2 separate regions of the Canis lupus genome follow, and region 1 is linked to region 2. Evidence: chromatin contacts called from public Hi-C data. All regions are on one chromosome and are shown on one strand. The core of a region is the stretch at or near the end of the contact, and the rest is flanking DNA. Distances in the headings are between cores, read along the strand shown.

Evidence for each region. A called contact is a pair of places that touch in the nucleus more often than the background predicts.
Region 1: a Hi-C map of skin fibroblasts shows a contact between it and region 2, with 3 times the contacts expected there. The contact joins the promoter of GFOD1 here to the promoter of TBC1D7 in region 2. A contact is called at or near these places in 2 of 9 Hi-C or Micro-C datasets (amygdala and skin fibroblasts).

Annotation. Positions count from the first base shown.
Region 1 is chr35:14,226,628-14,229,925 of UU_Cfam_GSD_1.0, forward strand. It overlaps GFOD1 (glucose-fructose oxidoreductase domain-containing protein 1), which reads right to left and starts at 1,526. Exons shown (of 2, transcript XM_038584197.1): 1 at 1,391-1,526.
Region 2 is chr35:14,089,629-14,092,621 of UU_Cfam_GSD_1.0, forward strand. It overlaps TBC1D7 (TBC1 domain family member 7), which reads right to left and starts at 1,529. Exons shown (of 9, transcript XR_005384343.1): 1 at 1,361-1,529.

The sequences.
Region 1 (3,298 bases), core at 276-2,775, 140 kb after region 2:
GTGTAGAAGGGGACGCTCATCTCCTTGGCCAGCTCCTCCGCTTCCTCCTGCGTGCGGCCCCACAGCGCCTTCACCGCGAAGCCCTCGTCTTTGAGCAGCGGGATGATGACACGGGCCGTGAGGCTGGTGCCGAACACGCCCACCCCGGGAAGCATGGCTGCTCCGGCCACGGGTCCTGCTCGGGCTCAGCTCCCCGGTCGCACACGCTCGCGCGCGCGCACACACTCACACACACACACACACACACACGCCCCTCGGGCCGCTCCTGCACCCGGCGCTCGCCGCGGGGCGCCCGCCACCCAGGGCCCGGCCAAGGCGCCCGGCTGCCGAGCGCGCCCCAGCCGCAGGCGGAGCAGCTCGGGCAGCCTCAGCGCGGCGTCTGCTGCAGTGTCCGCCACGCGGGGCCCTCGTCCCTCCCGGGGGCGGCGGCAGGGACCCCCCCGGGGCCCCGGCTCAGGCAGCGGCCCCGCCGCAGCGCCGGCCGGCTCCGCGAGCCCCGCCGAGGCCGCCCCATGGCCGGCTCATGCCCGCGCCCGCGCCCGCGCCCGCGCCCGCGCCGCCGCAGCCCGGGGCCCGCCGCCTCCCGCGGCTTCCCGCAGCCGGACAGTCGCACGCCCGAGTGGTCCGCCCCGCCGGGTCCCCCGACTGCCGCGCGCGCGCCCGGGGCTCGGAGCGCAAGAAGCGGGCGGCCAGCGGGAGGCCGGCTACGCGCGCGGTCCGCGGGGCGCCGGGACGCGGGTCTCGAGCTGCAGCGCGGCGCCGGCGGCCACGACCCGGCGCCGGCCTCATTCTGCTGCCATGTCCGCTCGCGGCGCGGCGCGGCGCGGCTCGGGCGGCCTCGGCCCCAGGCCGGCTCGGGCTCGGGCTCGGGCTCGGGCTCGGGCTCGGGCTCCGGCGGGGACGAGGGCGGAGTTGGGGACTTGGGCTGTCAGCAGCCGGGTGTCGCCGCCCCGCCCCCGCCCCGCCCCCGCCGCAGCGCCGCGCGCCATTGGCCGCCGCGCGCCGCCCCCGCCCCCGCCCCCGCCCCCGCCCCGCCGCCGGGGCTCCGGGTGCGCGCAGCGCGGGGCGCAGGAACCCGCCCGCCCCCGGCCCCCGGCCCCCCCCGCCCCCCGGCCCCGCCCCGCGCGCCGGCCGCCCCTCGGCGCCTTCCCTTTCTTCGCCCTCGCCTCCTCCTCCGCTCGCCGCCGCTTCCCACGCCGCGCCCCACGCGGCCCGGGCCAGTCGTCAGTCCCCGGGAAAGGGGCGGGCGGGCGACCCGGCCGGGAGGACCCGGGGGTGGGGGTGGGGGGGTCCCAGCGAGGTGTGCGCCCCCGAGCGGGAGCCTTTCCTGCGCGCCCAGAACCACCCCAAGGAAGCTTTCCGGGCATCCCCTCTCAATCCTTGCACCAACCTTAAGGTGATCGGAAACCCATTTAACTGACAATGTCATCGAGCCCAGGGGAGGGTAAGTGGCTCGCACAAGGTCACGCAGGAGGTGAGCCGCGCACCGACGCCGCCATCCAGGCTACGACGCGGAGTCCGGGCGCTGGGCTGGGGAGGCCCCCCTCCGAGAGAGCTCGCTCCAGGCCCGCGCCACCCCTCCCGCCCTGCGCCCAGCCTTGCTACCGAGCTCTGCCCTCCCCGTGAGGCCAGCGGCCCAGTGGACGCTACGGGAGGGGTCCCGGGGGGCTGCGGCACGCCTGTCCACGCCTGGGTTTCGAGATGGAGAGGACGCCCCGGCCAGAAGCTCCGCCAGTCCCTTGACCTCTGGCTTCGGCTTCTTTCGCCGCTTCCTCCCCCCCCCCCCCCCCCCCCCCCCCCGCACCCTCTGCTCCTTTGGAGGGAGCCCCCCCCCCCCCCCCCCCCCCGCTGAAGCCTGCCGGGCACCCGCCTGCGCGCATTTCCTGGGCACCGATCGCACTGACATGTAAGTAGTAAGCACTCAATAAACATTTGCTAAGTAAATAAATATTCACTGAATGTCCACTTTGTGCGCACTTGGTGCTGGGATCCGGGACCCAAAGCTGAATCGTACGGGGCCCGGCTTCCAGCTCCGAGTCTCTTGAGAGGTCAGGGGTCCTGGCATGTCCCTCTCCTGCCTTCGGCTCTCAGCTCCATGTGGCACAGGGTCGGCTTCGACACCGGAATGGAAAACGTGATACTTGCAAGCTTTTGAAACGACTTGTAACAACCGGCAATGAGGCCGGCGCCTCGTGTGTTGCAATGGGGGGAGGTGGCTGACCTCAGGGCGTTAGAAGAAAGGGACAGAGGACACTGAGTGCTCTGAGTGGCTGCCAGCGGCCTGGGAAGGTCTGAGACAAAAGGAGTATTGCCATCAGTACTGACAGGCTTCTTTTGAGCAGAGGTCTTGTAAGAAGCAAGGCAGGACCGCCTACGAGGGCAGAGGGTGCAGGCAATGGTGTCAGACACCAGGCACCCTCTAGGCACAAGAGGCCAGGCCATGTGTCAGCGATGGCAGCGGTTCATCTGGAGCAGGAGATGTGGAGCTGGGCACCGGGCTTGGAAGCAGAGCCAGAGCACCTGGGGTTGACTCTTGGCTCTGCCGTTATTAGCCATGGGACCTTAAGCAAAATACTTCCCCTTTTTGGTGCCACAGCTATATCTGTTAAGTCAGGGTAATAATGGCATAAACAAAGGATTTTCAAGGACTAGATGAGTTATTTTTATAAAGGCCTTAGAATAGTGTCTGGCACATAGTAAGCTCTAGATAAACGTTAAATAAATATGGAGAAGGGTCTGTTACCAACATCATTGCTCCATGTGAGAGCCAATTACATTGGCCAGGGCAGCAATATCTAGCCAGCAAGAGGTAGTTTGTGTTCCTTTAAAGGGAACTGTACCCTTAGCTTCCGTGTGAATAAAAATAGACCTTACATCTGTGTAATATCAAAAGAAAACTATCACATTTGAGTCTCATCAAATGTATAAAGCAAACATCATCCCCATTTCATAGAAGACAAAACTGAGTCCCGGCAGCAACTCAAACTTACAAGTCTAAAGCAATGCTTCATTTCCAACCTTCCCCCCAAAACTGTTGCTCCCCCAGGCACTCCCATCTCAACAAATGGCACTGCCAGCCCACCATTTGGCTAAAAACTTTAGAGGCATCCAGGCTCCTCACTAGCATACACTTCTATAGTCCAGCTTTAGCAGATCCTCTCTGCTCAGCTTTCAAAATCATCCAGAGTCTGAGAGCTCCCCTGCATGGTGGTCTCCAGGTCACCATCATCACTGCCTGGACCAGAACATTCACCTCCTCACTGGTCTACCTCTTTGTATTCTCAGTGCTTCCCCCAGA
Region 2 (2,993 bases), core at 279-2,778:
TCGTCAAATGGGCATTTTGTAAAATGAAAAACTAAGCTATCAAAGTAAAAAGCCACATGCTTCTCGTTGAGTTTCCCTTCAAACACAGTCCTATCAAATGCAATTACCCAAATCCAGAACCCACCAGAGAGGAGCAGCACCAAACTGCAAACCAGAAGAGGGGCAGGAGCGTAGCCTGTTCACAAGCGAGGCCACAAAGCTGGGGACAGAACAACGAACTTAAAATGTGGCATCAGCTCTCTGTGTGTCTCTCATGAATAAATAAAATCTTTAAAAAAAAAAAAAATGTGGCATCAGAACTCAAGACAATTCAGCGGCCTCAAGTTCCTTCACCATAAATGTTCCTAAGACTGAGGGCAAGTCAACAGGGAAAAGGTCAAATTAGGTTGGCCTTTTAAGCATAAAATGAATGTAATGGATTTTTCAGGAAGTACTGCACGCCTGACTGAAATACTTAAAATACCCATGCAAAAAAAAAAAAAAATACATATATATATACACACACATATATCACATATATGTATAATCCCCAAGTTTTAGAAATCCTGAGAAGCCTCCAGTGACCCGAGGATGGTTGTGTTCCAGCCAGCCACAGTCTTCCTTATTGAAAAAATATGTTCAGGGCAGCTCGGGTGGCTCAGCGGTTAGCGCCGCCTTCCACCCAGGGCGTGATCCCCGAGTCCCAGGATCGAGTCCCACGTCGGGCTCCCTGCGTGGAGCCTGCTTCTCCCTCTGCCTCTCTCTCTCTCTCAAATAAATAAATAAATAAATAAATAAATAAATAAATAAATAAATAAATAATAAATATTTTTTCAAAAAAAAAATAAAAAAGAAAAAAAGAGGCATATAATTAAAAAAAAAAAAAAAAAAAAAAGATATGCTCGCAGTCCCTTCAATTCCAGGAAGAGGAGGGATCATTTACCAATCAGAAATTCTCAAGGGTTCTGAGCTCTGGGGCCCAAATGTGTTTTTTTGTTTTGTTTTGTTGTTTTGTTTTTTTTTGAAAAAACAAAATTCCAAGGCACTAAAGCCGCTCGTGAGTTGGGGGATTCCTTTGGAAGCAGTATCCAAACAGCTGCAGGCGGATGAAACGCCATCCTCGGGGCAGCCCGGGTGGCTCAGCGGTCAGCGCCGCCTTCGGCCCAGGGCGTGACCCCGGGGTCCTGGGATCGAATCCCGCGCCGGGCATCCCTGCACGGAGCCTGCTTCTCCCTCTGCCTGTGTCTCTCATGAATAAACAAAATCTTTAAAACACAAAAAACAAGTAACAAGCCGCCATCCTCGGATTGCACTACAGCGGAATGCGGGTCCTGCGGGAGGAAACACTGCAAATGCGCCCCCGGCCCCGATGCAAACACACCCTGGTCCGAGGGCCCAGGCCCCCTCACTCCGCTTCACCTCCAGGAGAGGAAACCGCACCCGGCTTGGGACTAAGCGGTCCGGGGGCAGCCGCGCGACCCGAGGGCCGCGGACGACACCGACGCGCCCCGCGGCGACCCCCGCGCCCGGGAGGCCAGCGCCTCGCAGCCGCCGTCGCCGGACGTGACGTCAGCGCCCTGGGCGGGGCGGCGCCGAGAGTGGCAGCCCTCCAGAGCATGCGCAGAAGCTCCACGCGCCTGAGCGCCCTGGGTCCGAGGCTCGCGCTTCCGCGCCGCACGCGCCCCGGGCACCATCCTCTAGCTCCCCCCGCCCCCCACCCCGCTCTGGCCCGGAGAATCTCGCCGCCGCCTCGTCCCCTTGTGCGCGCTGTCCTGGCGGCCGGTGCTTGGGATGCTCTCTCCTCCAGGGCGGGGCGGCGGGGAGCTCCCCACCTGCAGGACACCTGGGAGCCTGGTGAGATGCTCCGCAGACAGGTGGCAGACTCCTGCTTTGGTTGTTTGTTTCCTTTTTAATTCTTTCGGTATGTGAAGACCAGCTGCATGAAAAATGCAAAGGGGGAAGCCCTGAGTGGCTCAGCGGCTCCGCGCCTGCCTTCAGCCCAGGGCGTGACCCCGGAGACCCGGGATCGAGTCCCCCAGGGGGCTCCCTGCATGGAGCCTGCTTCTCCCTCCTCCTGTGTCTGCCTCTCTCTCTCTCTCTCTCTGTCTCTCATGAAGAAATAAATAAAATCCTTTTTAAAAATGCAAAGGGAATTTATTCACAGCTCGCTGTGCAACAGAGCCACCCTCCCTTGAGTTTTCTCCAAGGCGGCGGAGGAGTGGAGATGGTTGATGGGGGGGGGGGGGGAGCGCGAGACTAGTTAGAGGGGGGCAACCTGGGTGATCCGAGCCTCCATCAGCCGTGTGTGGCTTTCTATGGTCCGAAGTTGGGACAAAAATCAGAGAAGCTGGCAGTTATTAATCAAATCCTGGCCACCTGGGGCCAAATGTTACTATCATTTATTGATTAGCTTCCTGGGCTTGTTCCTAAAGCTAGCAATCTGGCTTCCTTTAAGTCTGGCTCATAGCAGGCAGGCTTCCTAGGCTAGTTATTACAGATAGGCATTGGTTTTCTTTATTTTTTTAAATATTTTATTTATTTATTCATGAGAGACACAGAGACAGAGCGAGAGAGAGGCAGAGACACAGGCAGAGGGAGAAGCAGGCTCCACGCAGGGAGCCCGACGTGGGACTCGAACCCAGGTTTCCAGGGTCACGACCTGAGCCAAAGGCAAGCGCTAAACCGCTGAGCCCCCTCCCCTCACCCCCCCTACCACCACCACCACCACCACCACCACCACCACCACCACCACCACCACCACCACCACCACCACCACCACCACCCCAGGCTGCCCGGTGTTGGTTTTCTAGCTAGGTTGCTGCAGGTTGTGAGTCAGAGCTCTATTTTTTTTTAAGAAGTTGGTAGCTTCATTCTTTTTTTTTTTTTTCTTTATTTATTCATTATAGACATGAGAGAGAGAGAGAGAGAGGCAGAGACACAGGAGGAGAGAGAAGCAGGCTCCATGCCAGGAGCCCGACGTGGGACTGTGTAGGATCACGTCCTGGGCTGAAGGC